2 separate regions of the Mus musculus genome follow, and region 1 is linked to region 2. The links are chromatin contacts, called in public Hi-C maps. All regions are on one chromosome and are shown on one strand. Each heading gives the region's core, a stretch centred on a gene start, on an enhancer-like site or on the middle of the called end of the contact. The rest is flanking DNA. Distances are from core to core; before and after follow the strand shown.

Region 1 (5,313 bases), core at 2,194-4,693, 310 kb after region 2:
GTTTGCTGGCCTTAAGCTCAGGGCCAAGTGTTTCCCTCTTACTTAGGACTCCCTGGACAGTTATTATCTTTATCAATTTTCTTTTACCCACATCGATTCTGTGAAACTGATGTGCCTTTCAGTCACTGCCTTTTATTTAACCAAAATATCCTTTGGAACACACGCTTCTGTCGACAAACTAAAGAACCCATAAGTCCTAAGAGTTGTTTTTAAACATAAAAGTTGTTTCTGGCGGTAAAAGTAATTTGTGTTCACTATAAAAACCAGATGCTAAAGAACAAAAAAGAGGGCATAATCATGCTTAAAGCCACTGCCCCAGGCGCCCTCTGGTAAGAGGAGGCATTAGAACACATTCACAAAGCTAGAATTGTCCTCTAAACACCGTCTTACCTGTTTATTTTTTCAGTTAAAACTTGTGAAAATTTCCTCACAACACTAAACATTTTTAAAGTTTTTGTTTTTGTTTTTCTACTTTTCTTTGGTTTCCTTTATTTTTATGTGTCTGAGTGTTTTGCCTGTGTGTCTGTCTGTGTGCCACATGTGTGGCTGTTGCCTGTGGAGGCTGGAGGAGGGCATTGAGTTTCCCGGAAGAGGAGGCACAGATGGGAGCTGAGAACGGAAATAGGCGCTTTAGAAGACCGCAAGTGTTCTCCGCCACCACAGCGTCTCTCCAGCACCATGGCTGTTCAACTTTTTCAAATCAGGCCATACAGGCGCCAGCAGGTTGGTCCCCCCAGTTAGACAACTGCTCCCATGTCCTCTCTCCCGAGTTTCCTCCCCTCTCTTCCTCTTTCCTCTGAGGATTTTCCATTTCTACAAGATGAGAAGAAACACTCCATGACCAGGAGACATCAGTTGTGTGGCTCTGGGTTCATGTGTCCCATTGTTCTGGATAACCAACACCTTCTTGGGGTCATTATCTGTCCCACGCCTTTGCCTTTATCTTTTTTAGAATACTGGAGTCATTCCCACCCTGCCCAAGTTAGTAGAGAACAGTATCTTACGTTTTAAACACTATTACATGGTGGTTTCTAATTCTTTTTCTGGTTTGCTATTTGCCTTTAATTTGAGAACAAAGTTTTTAAAGACATGAATAACAATGTGTATCTGTATTATTTCCCAAGTTAACTTGCAGGTGTCATTAGACGTTACTACAGTGACAGTAACAATCATGTGTATTCTCTATTGTGAATCTGTGCACTGACTTTATCAGACCCTTTGGATTGAAGGCTTCAGAATCATTGAGAAGACAAACTATGCCAGTACTTTTCACTGCTCATTTGTCTGTTTGCTGGGTTTTCTTTCCCAGTTCAGAGGCCAGGATATGGATGTATGCCTCAAAGCTGTGAGCTCCACCTACCACTCTACATCAAATCAATGAAGTCACACGTGCGTTAGCAAAGGTGGAACAAGATCCAGCAAGCACCTTCCAGAACTCAGTTTGAGGTTCTAAGGCAACCAAACCAGAAGGAGAAAAACTACAATTCAACTTTAACTTCTGAATTTCATTCTGATGTGCTAACTACTGAAAATGTTCTCTAGGCCACAGTTTCCAGCCTCCCTCCCATTTTAGACTTAGTACTGAATTTATCTGATATATATAAAGGGGGTGGAGTGAGGAAAGGAGAGAGGGGAGAAAGGGTTGGGAGGAAGAGGCCTTTAAACAGACAACACAACGTAAAGAAAACAAACACCCAAAAGAAGAACCCACACTGAAAATAATACTCAAAAGCAAGATGGGCCAAAGGAAATCTTTTGAGTTAAACAGAGGAGACCGTCATTTCCTGAAGTACAGGGCATAATCTTTGTATAATGTGTGATACTCATACACAAGCATGCAAGGGAAACCCACAAACAGCTTAACATACAGGAGAGTCTCACCTTCGAAGGATTATCTTTATGTGAGTGGCTGATCAAACTTCAGTCCTAAGAAGTTAGCAATGTAGCCAGTGGACTCTAAGTTCCGCTCAATCTCAAGTGTGAGTGCGTGGCCATTTGGTTCTCTGTGAAGGGGTCAGCTTCATCCAACCCTAAACCATCACCACCCCAATGGCAGAGACAAGGCAGGCTGCAGCCTACTGTATACATCTGTCTTGTCTGTCTCATTCGCCGCTGGATGGTTTGTGGCTTTTCAATTATTTATATGAAAGATGATTCCCATATATATATATCTTGATCATCTCTGCTTCTCCCTTCCAGTACGATGATATGATTCACTTGCCGATCACAGGGGAATTATTAATGTCTGTTATTATGATCACTATTATTATTATAAATATGTCCTGGAACAGCATCAAATACTCAACAACACCCCTGCTAACCAAGCAGAGACTTGACCTTCAAAGGCCTGGAGTTATTCATCACCTCACGAGACAGCTTCAGAGCCCCAGGCCCTGCCCCCTGCTCCCTTCTGACTTCAAAGTGCCAGAGGCATAGTGTGTGAGCATTCAGGAAGCTCAGGTGGGAAAACGTTTCTTTTCCTTGAATTCTTTGCACACACCAGCTTTTTAGGAGAATAACCAACTTGGATAAATAAGTGGTCTGGATTTAAAGTAAGAAAGGGAAGAACGCTCCCAGGGACTTGGATTTCAGAGGGCTGTGCTGTTCCAGGGCACTAACTAACTTGCCTCTTCAGAGTGTTGGGAGAGCATCTAAATTAATCTGAATGACATTAGCTCTTACTTCACTCAGTTTGAAATAAACCCACTTCTACAGGCCGAGCAGATACTGCTTTCAAGTGGGAGAAAGAGGGCTGCTTCTTCTTTCTGCAAAATGAAACGCTGTATGGAATGTTTCCCTCCCAAGGAGCCGCTTTGTTTTGCATCTTTGCCTTGGTCTCTTGCTCTTTAGTTTTATGTACCAGCATCAGCAGCATCTCTTAATTTCAGAACAGCAAGCTGCGGGAAGCAGCCAGGGTAGGAACAGAGATGGCAGAGAGCGAGCGAATGCACCGTGTCTCCAGAGTTGAAATATGAGAAACAATCACTTTCAACAGAACAGTCTATTGATTTCTCCATTAAAAAAAAAAAAAAAGAAAAAAAAGGAATCGCCAAGGCTTTTGAATTCAATCTGGAGTAGAAAATGTTAATACAAAAGGAGACCATCATCGCTCAGATTCCATTTCTAGTTTCATGTAAGATCTTTATTTTATATGCTATGAAATATCTATAGGAAATATAGATAGTCTCCTCTCATGGAAGCCTGGGCTAGCCATTAAGGTTGCATTTGAACCAGCCTGCAGGATTATTTGAATATATTTCGCTTTGTTTGGGCAAATTACATGACCATAAATATGCTATGCTTCTATGGCTGTAAAAACAACTGAACAGAAAGAGGCATATTAATCAATCCACAAACCTAAAAACAAAACGTACATTAATACCATCTGTGTTCCGTCTACTCCATCCCACTCTGCCCACCCCAGCAAGCCCCCGTCCATCAGAAGGATCTAGTTAACCCACAGAGCTGCTGGCTGCCTGAGTGTCTTGCCAGAACACTTAACAGCTCCCTCATTTGTTGGGTGATTTTATAGGTCTCTGGTGATGCGCAGAGGTAGGACAGCTTGCAGGGTGTGAGGAGAATAGATAAAACTACCCTGCTGTGTAGATCTAGTCCATTTGCACTGGCTCTCCGACAGAAAAACAAATTGCAACCTCTCACAAAAAGGCCCCTTTCTGCACTAGCAAGCTAGAAAAATGCAGGCAGAATCGAGTAAATCAAGCAACTTCCCATCAGGAGAAGGGGAAATGGCTACCACTCTAACAGCTGCTCTCGTAATTAAGAACAGATTTCATCACTAAACTCTTGCTGGTTATGTCCACAGCAAAACAAATGCACAGATGTGGGGTATTTACATACTAGAAAATTTATCCCAGGCAGCCCAAGCACATTTACCTTTTGTGCTGGAGAATGCAACCTTAAAAATATCACCCAATCGACAGCAGCGTGCAAGGCAAAGTCCAAACCTGAATTCAACGCATTTCTGTCATCATCTTGCAACTACATTTGTCTTGGCATCCTACCAAATGCACTCTCCCCTTCCATATTTAGAGTCGCGGTGGACAGCCACAAACGCGACCTCTCTCAAATAATGAAAATGTGCTACGTGTTTCTCTCACTCATAAAATTTGCTAAATTTATTGCTGCCTCATTTATCCATGTGTTAAATGGCTGCATGGCACACGCAATAAAAGGACTGACACCTGACCTCTGCAGAGGTAAATTGGTGTGAAGTTAAATCAAAGAAATAAAATTAATGAAACGGTAAAAACTGATGGATAAGGGTGGGTTGATGGAAAGCCCTGCCGCCGTGAGAAAGAAAAACCTCTGATTTCATACAACGAGGATGACGCTCACAACAACTAAGCCAAACAACTATTCATACAAAGTAGAACAAAAATGGGCAAAAATAACTTTGCTTTTAGAAGTCACTTGGCCAGGAGTGTTCCCCAGCAGGAAGGTCTCCGGAGGGCGGCTCCAAGCAGTCATACACAGCGCTTAATCTGGGTGATGGATTCACAGGTACCTTCACTATAGAAATATTCTTCATGTTCTTCCGCTAGGATCACTTGTCTTTTTTTTTTAAATATGCAAACTGTTCTCTAATGAAATTGGAAAAATGAAAAGAAGCTAAGGGGTGCGCTAGGTTTCCTGATTTGATTGCCAGCCCTCAGCTCTCAGACGTATCCTTCAGCCTCTGCTTCACAGAGCTTCTTCCTGCCCTGCTCGAGAAGCCTCAGGGCACTGGGCAGCAGCGGGCACTGGGCCACAGTCTATTCTTTCTAAAGGACTGTACTGGTTGGTGGAAGGTTGGAGTTTAGACTACTAGCATTATATCTTACTTAGACTATGTCCTATCTAACACTTGAAATCGATTTTCCTCTCCAAAGTGGTCAATGATATATAGATAGATAGATAGATAGATAGAGTACTGAATGACCACTACTATGGTTTACAACAAGAAAATAGATTAAAACATGTATATTCCAATATAATGTAGTTCTAAATGCATTCTAAACAATGACCTGTGATGCTGTTTTACATACAAAACAGACATCCAGAGATGTAAGTAAGGTAACCCTGACATGAAAATGCACGATCAAGCCTGCTCAAGATGGCCTACGATCTCCTAAGACCTCCAATACCTAAGCATGTATGACATGCCTCATCATGTGTTATGAGAGGCTTTGGAGAGGGAAGGCCCACGGTTGTGATCTTTATGCTTAAACACCACAGAGTTTTAGAATTAAAATTAACCTCAGACTGGAAACACTCCCACCACCAACCATATGCAAGTGTAGTGTGTTGAGGGTG
Region 2 (5,390 bases), core at 569-3,068:
GGAGCTTTAGAGAGGACTTGGGTTTTTTGTTCTCCTTCCTGGCTGAGGGAGCAGAGAGATGAATGGCCTCCCACAGAGAGGCTGGCACACTGCTTTCTGTAATTCCTACCTCTTTGAAAGGCCGTCCTTCCATAGAGCAAGCCTGTTTTGTGCAAAATGGCAGGGATGAGAGCTCACTGTGTTTGAACAAAACAGGTTCCTGGGCGTGGAGCAATCGGGATGATTTGCTTAGAGAAACTGAAATCTACACCAGACAGAGGAGCAACGATGGCATCAAATAGATTTCTCTTTCTTGCGATACCCCCTGTATCATTTGGCATGCCCTAACTGTGTCCTTGGCTTTCAGGTGCTTGTTCCAAAAGAAGGCCGATGGTGCAAGAGGTTGAATGTTTCCTTTTCACACACAAGCTGTTTGTAGTGCTAGCTTTACAGAGCTGGGTGACAAACTCAGCTTCCTGCACGCCAGGCAAGTGTTCTCCCGCCTGCTCCCTTCCAGTCATCACTGTTGGTGGGGGATGTTAGGAGACTGGGGCTCCCAGGTGTTGCTGTCTGCACACACCCTGTTGAAGCAGCTAGACAGTGTTTAAGCAGTAAAGATCCCTACGCAGCTTTGTTCTTTGATGGATACTGACTGGAATCCTAAGGAGCTTGGAACTTGGTGTCTCCAGAGGGGAAGCACCCTACGCCGCATGCGTTTCTGACACCACTCAGAGTACCTTTCTCAGGCTGTGCTGGCTAAGGCAGGCAAGGTTTGAATCATTTAAGCAACTTTTATTGAGATGGAAAACCATCCATCTCACTGCTGTTCTTCTCTGCGTTGGATGTTTCAGCAATCGATTTTAGCAGGGCCTGAAGGTTTCAGTAAGAGAAGGATGTATCCTTTTCCTTCCATCCGACCTTTCTGTTTTTCCATCCATCAGAATAAAGTAGGGACCCAACCTGAATATGCAATGGAAACAGTTCCCTAAGAACAAAAAGGTGGGGTCCAGCTTTGCTGCAGCAAGGTCTCCCTCAGGACAGCAGTGCTGTGGAAAGGTCCCCAGAGTGCCCTGCCTATGACAATAGGGCCTATGCAGACATTCTACTTGTTTCCTTTGATTAAGTCATGCTGTGGGAGATTCACCCTCTCATATGCAGGAATCTTCCCTTCCTCTATAAAATTAAAATCCTTTTAGCTAGGAGAGTGCGCCATGTAATTACCTTACACATGGTAAGCCCCAGTCCCTTCCTGCCATTCACACTTACCATGCTCACGGCCTTCAGTACTGCGTGTTCCAGGGAGCCCTCATTCAGCTCAGGAGGGATAGCTAGCTCTGCTTCTGCTCCTGGCATCATGGGGACAGATGGGACATTTGGTAGATGGGCTGGGTGCTCTGGTCGTGACCGCCTCTTCCATGGAAATACGGGCAGAGGACAGTACATCCTTCAGAGAGCAGCAGGCAGTGCTGGCCTCCAGCCCCACTGGCTTCTAACACAGCAATACGGCTGGCAGGAGCCGGGCTTCATTCCTAGCCAAGCCTTTCACCATGTAGCTCCATGAATTCAGTATTTCTGGACTGAGGCTTCCCATGCCATATCTCTCTCAATTCTCCCCGGCCAAAGCTCCCTGTCACTAATTACAACACCAAATAATACACAGCTCGCTGCTTTGCACTAATAAGACCAGCATCTAAGCTGCGGGTTGAACCAAGCACCGCCGCTCCTTGATATAAATTCTCGGATCCTGTCTTTTCAAAGAAAAGTCTGTTTTCCACCTTCCTCCTGAGGCTGTGGAGTAGTAATTGTCCCTGCTTTTCATGCTTTTGTGGAATGTCAGGGGAGGAGGGGCTGTCAGACTGCTGCTAGTCTGCGCCTGCAGCTTACCAAGAGCAAGCCGACCTTGATTCAGGTTCTAAAATAAGAGCTAACCCCTTCAGTTCATTTGCATCCTCAGAGCACTAACTGCTGCTTAATTGGTAAGAAACATAGGAAGTGAGGTGTGGAAGGCATGAATCTAAGCGCTCTTTCATGCAAGTTTATGGGAAAAGAAAGAAAGATGGAAAGATCCAGGCCCTCCCCTGGGAAAGGTATTTATAAGTCAGCTATATTTATTCAGCACCCATTCTTGACAGCCTGGTGGCTTCAGTTGTCTGAATTGTATGTTTATTCAACCATTAACAGTATTTATAATACAAAAGGATGAATTTCCTTTTTTAAAAAAAGCTATGTGCAGGGGAGTCGTCCCCCTCTGTGGAGAAGGGGAGAAGGGTGGAGGAGGTCTGGTGAGAGCCAGGACCCAGAGGAGAGGGAGAGGGGAAGATGTGACTGGGTTGCAAAGTAAATAACTAAATCAAGGAATGAAACAAACTAACTAAGCCAGAGTGTGGCACCTGTTACTTTTTGGATCTTTCTAGTTGTTTCCTATCAGCTTCTCAGTGGCTCTGCCCTAATGATCTGGCACCCTCCCTTTCTTCTCCTGGCAGCTTTTCTGTTCATCTCAGGCCCCATTGATGCCCCAGTGAAGATAAGCCAAAGAAAGTGGAAGGGGCTGAGGACCTTCTTGACCAGGAAGCTGCCAGGGCAGAAAATGTCAGGTAAAAGAGGAAGAAAAGGAAGTGAGAGAGGAGGAAAAGGAAGTGAGAGGAGGGAAGGAAAAGAGGAGGAAAAAATCCAATGGGAAAGGGGAGGGCAGGAAGGGTTTATTTGCATCACTCGCCTAGGGATGGTACTGCCCATAGTGGGCTGGGCTCCTACACCAACGGACACTCAAGAGAACGCCCCATAAACATAGCCTCAGGCCATTTCTTATGGAGACAGTTGCTTAACTGAGGTTTCCTCTTCCCAGATGTGTCAAGTTAGAACTAATTATGACAGAAGGGAAGGAAGAACGGGGGATGTGGGAGTACACATGAAGGGGGAAGAAGAGGAAAAGCTGATGGGAACTAAGATAAGGAACTAAGAGGGAAGAGAAGGGGCGGGAAGAGGAGCAGGTGTGACCATAGTCACAGTAGTGGTGGTTGTATTGGTCCACCATGGGCTTCTCTCCTCTGACTCTGGAGAATAACAGAATGAACTCATCAGTATATCCTGGCTGTTGCCTGTACCTGGCACATAGTAGGTGCTTTGTATATAGCAGCTGGGTGTGTAAGACATTTTGCATGTTAGGTGACTTTGGTCTCTCGAGGGACAGCTATTTTCATGGCTTAAAGGGAGAGACAATGTTGGTTCTTGGCCTTTCGAGTTTTTAGACTCTTCCCACAGCTTTCTTAGGCCAGTGGCTGTTTCTGTTGTGTGTTTATTTTTCTAACAGAGATTGCAAATCATTTGGGGGTAAGTGGACACTCCTCTCCATGCAGGGGGGTGTGGAAGAGTGCTTTTCCATTTCATTCTACCATATCCCTAAGAGAACAAACAGTCCCAGCACAGGCAACAGCCAGAGCTACACGGCCTGCCAACAGGCTCAGCCTCTTCACTGGTACAGACAAGGAATATAACGAGAAACATTTCCACTCATAAAAAGTTCTAGAAACTTCACATATTGGGCTGCTCTTTCTGACTCAGCCCTCTATTTTGACCACTGGGGAAGTCATTAAACTTATTTTCTCATACATACTTGTTTTTTCTTCTTATCTTTACTATGCTCCCCATATCATCTACTAGAAATATTTGGTGTTTTGGGCACCCCAGTGCCTAACACTTCTGTTACCAGCTATGAGTCGAAACCACAAATGCTACGATCACCTTAATTATCACTCTAATTGTGTCTGTTTTCAAAAATGACTAAAATTCACAGGGACAATTTCCACACAAAGTCCGAGAGAGACCACCTGACTGCCGTCCCAAGGGCCAATGAGCTCAGCAAAGGGAAAGCGACTAAAGTGGGTGCTGGAGCAGCTGAGGGGACGGGAGGGGAAGGCTGCATGCAGGGAGCTGGCACGCAGTTCCAGTAACCAGATGAGGAAGGGAGACCTCCCTCGCTCCCCAGATTCAGTTACCTTAGCACGTGATTTTTAAATGACACATCTGGCTTCCAACCCTAGAACTCTGTGCCCTGGTTAATGTATAAAAGTCTAATTAATACGTAAAAGATTACTACTCGACTTAGGTCTGACAGAGAAGCAGGCAACACATTCTATACTTGGGTGAGGATGAGGGAGGGCTGTCAAACAGTGAGCAGGGCTGTGATCCCAGCAGGGTGCCTGGGGTTCCCCAGATGTTGCTGCTTGTGTGGCACCCCAAACGAGGGAGGCAGTCATCACTGGTATTATTGATCTTTCTGAGAACGGGCTGGGATATCTTGAGAGCACGTTATAGTCTGACTTTCAGAGGGCTTTTGGCTTATAGTCTGTCACTGCAGTTGAACTGTAAGCCACCGGAGGGCAGGAATCTCCTGCCTGCTGTTTCTGGAGACTTCATTTATCCTGCCACATGTGGACATGCATTGTACTGCATGCTTTTGGGTCAGCTAACAACTGAAGGCAGGATTCAAGCTGAACTCATGAAACTCCACCTTCTGCCTCCTTGACACCTGCTTTCTCCCTGGAACACTAAATTATCTTCAGTCTCCAGAGCATGGCTGGCCAGTCTTCTTACTCACCTTCCACTCCTTTCTCCTTGCGAGCTGGTGCTGGCTATGGGAGATGCATTCAGGTTTTAGCAGTAGAAGTGGACAGATGATGTGGGGTTGGTTGTTCTGTATCAGGCCTGTTTACGCTGTTACAAAGAACCCACATCTTGCCAGAAAACAGCATTCAGGGGTAAATCAACATTATTCTTTGGCCATCCTAAGAAGCACTTTTGGTTCTGTAAATCTGATATCCCTTAATCCATATCCTTAGAAATAAGACTCACCGGGGGCTGGACAGAGAGCTGAGCAGTTAAGAGTATACCCTGCTCTTGCAAAGGGCTTGCGTTTGGTCTCAGAACCCACATTGGGCGAGCGATCCACGAATACCCACACTCATGGACACATACCCAGACAGATACATACATAATTAAAGAAGAAATAGGCCCATCAGTTCAGTTTGCCTCAGTTTCTTGAGGCCTTGGGTGCTAAACCCATTATCCCTGGTGATCCTGTTTACCCAGGGGTGGCCACAAAGTTAGGGCTTCCTTTGAGAAGGACATTTAAGTGACCGTATCGTGCAAGGGCAAATAGCCACATCAAAAATGGGAGGCAGCGATCTTTTTCTACGTCCTTCCCCCTCACCATATTAAAACTTACATGTCATCGAAGATCAGTTTCTGTCTCTTGCAGTCCCTGTGGCCATTGGAACCTGGAGACCATGGCTCCGTCTGGGGCCGTGACTTGCTATGGAGGGTGCCATTTTCAGAACTGTTGTGAGATGCCTTCTAAATAAAAAATGAGACAGAAGCCACTGAGGCATGGCTACTTGGCCGAGAGAGCGACA

Evidence for each region. Hi-C and Micro-C count contacts between places; a contact is called where the count stands out from the background.
Region 1: a contact with region 2 is called in a Hi-C map of cortical neurons, with 3 times the contacts expected there. The contact joins two enhancer-like sites. A contact is called at or near these places in 3 of 484 Hi-C or Micro-C datasets (cortical neurons, nephron progenitors and uterus).

Annotation. Positions count from the first base shown.
Region 1 is chr1:38,508,883-38,514,195 of GRCm38.p6, forward strand. The region is part of intron 4 of Aff3 (AF4/FMR2 family, member 3); the gene reads right to left. Among named protein-coding and RNA genes, the nearest start is that of Aff3, 120 kb to the right of the region's middle. Within about 2 kb of position 3,444, at least 40 of the 459 cell types and tissues checked have an H3K27ac peak or open chromatin away from gene starts, as enhancers often do. A contact at or near this core is called in cortical neurons, where this site is marked.
Region 2 is chr1:38,198,608-38,203,997 of GRCm38.p6, forward strand. It overlaps Aff3 (AF4/FMR2 family, member 3), which reads right to left. Exons shown (of 22, transcript NM_001290814.1): 15 at 5,204-5,331. Among named protein-coding and RNA genes, the nearest start is that of Gm16150, 18 kb to the right of the region's middle. Within about 2 kb of position 1,819, at least 40 of the 459 cell types and tissues checked have an H3K27ac peak or open chromatin away from gene starts, as enhancers often do. A contact at or near this core is called in cortical neurons, where this site is marked.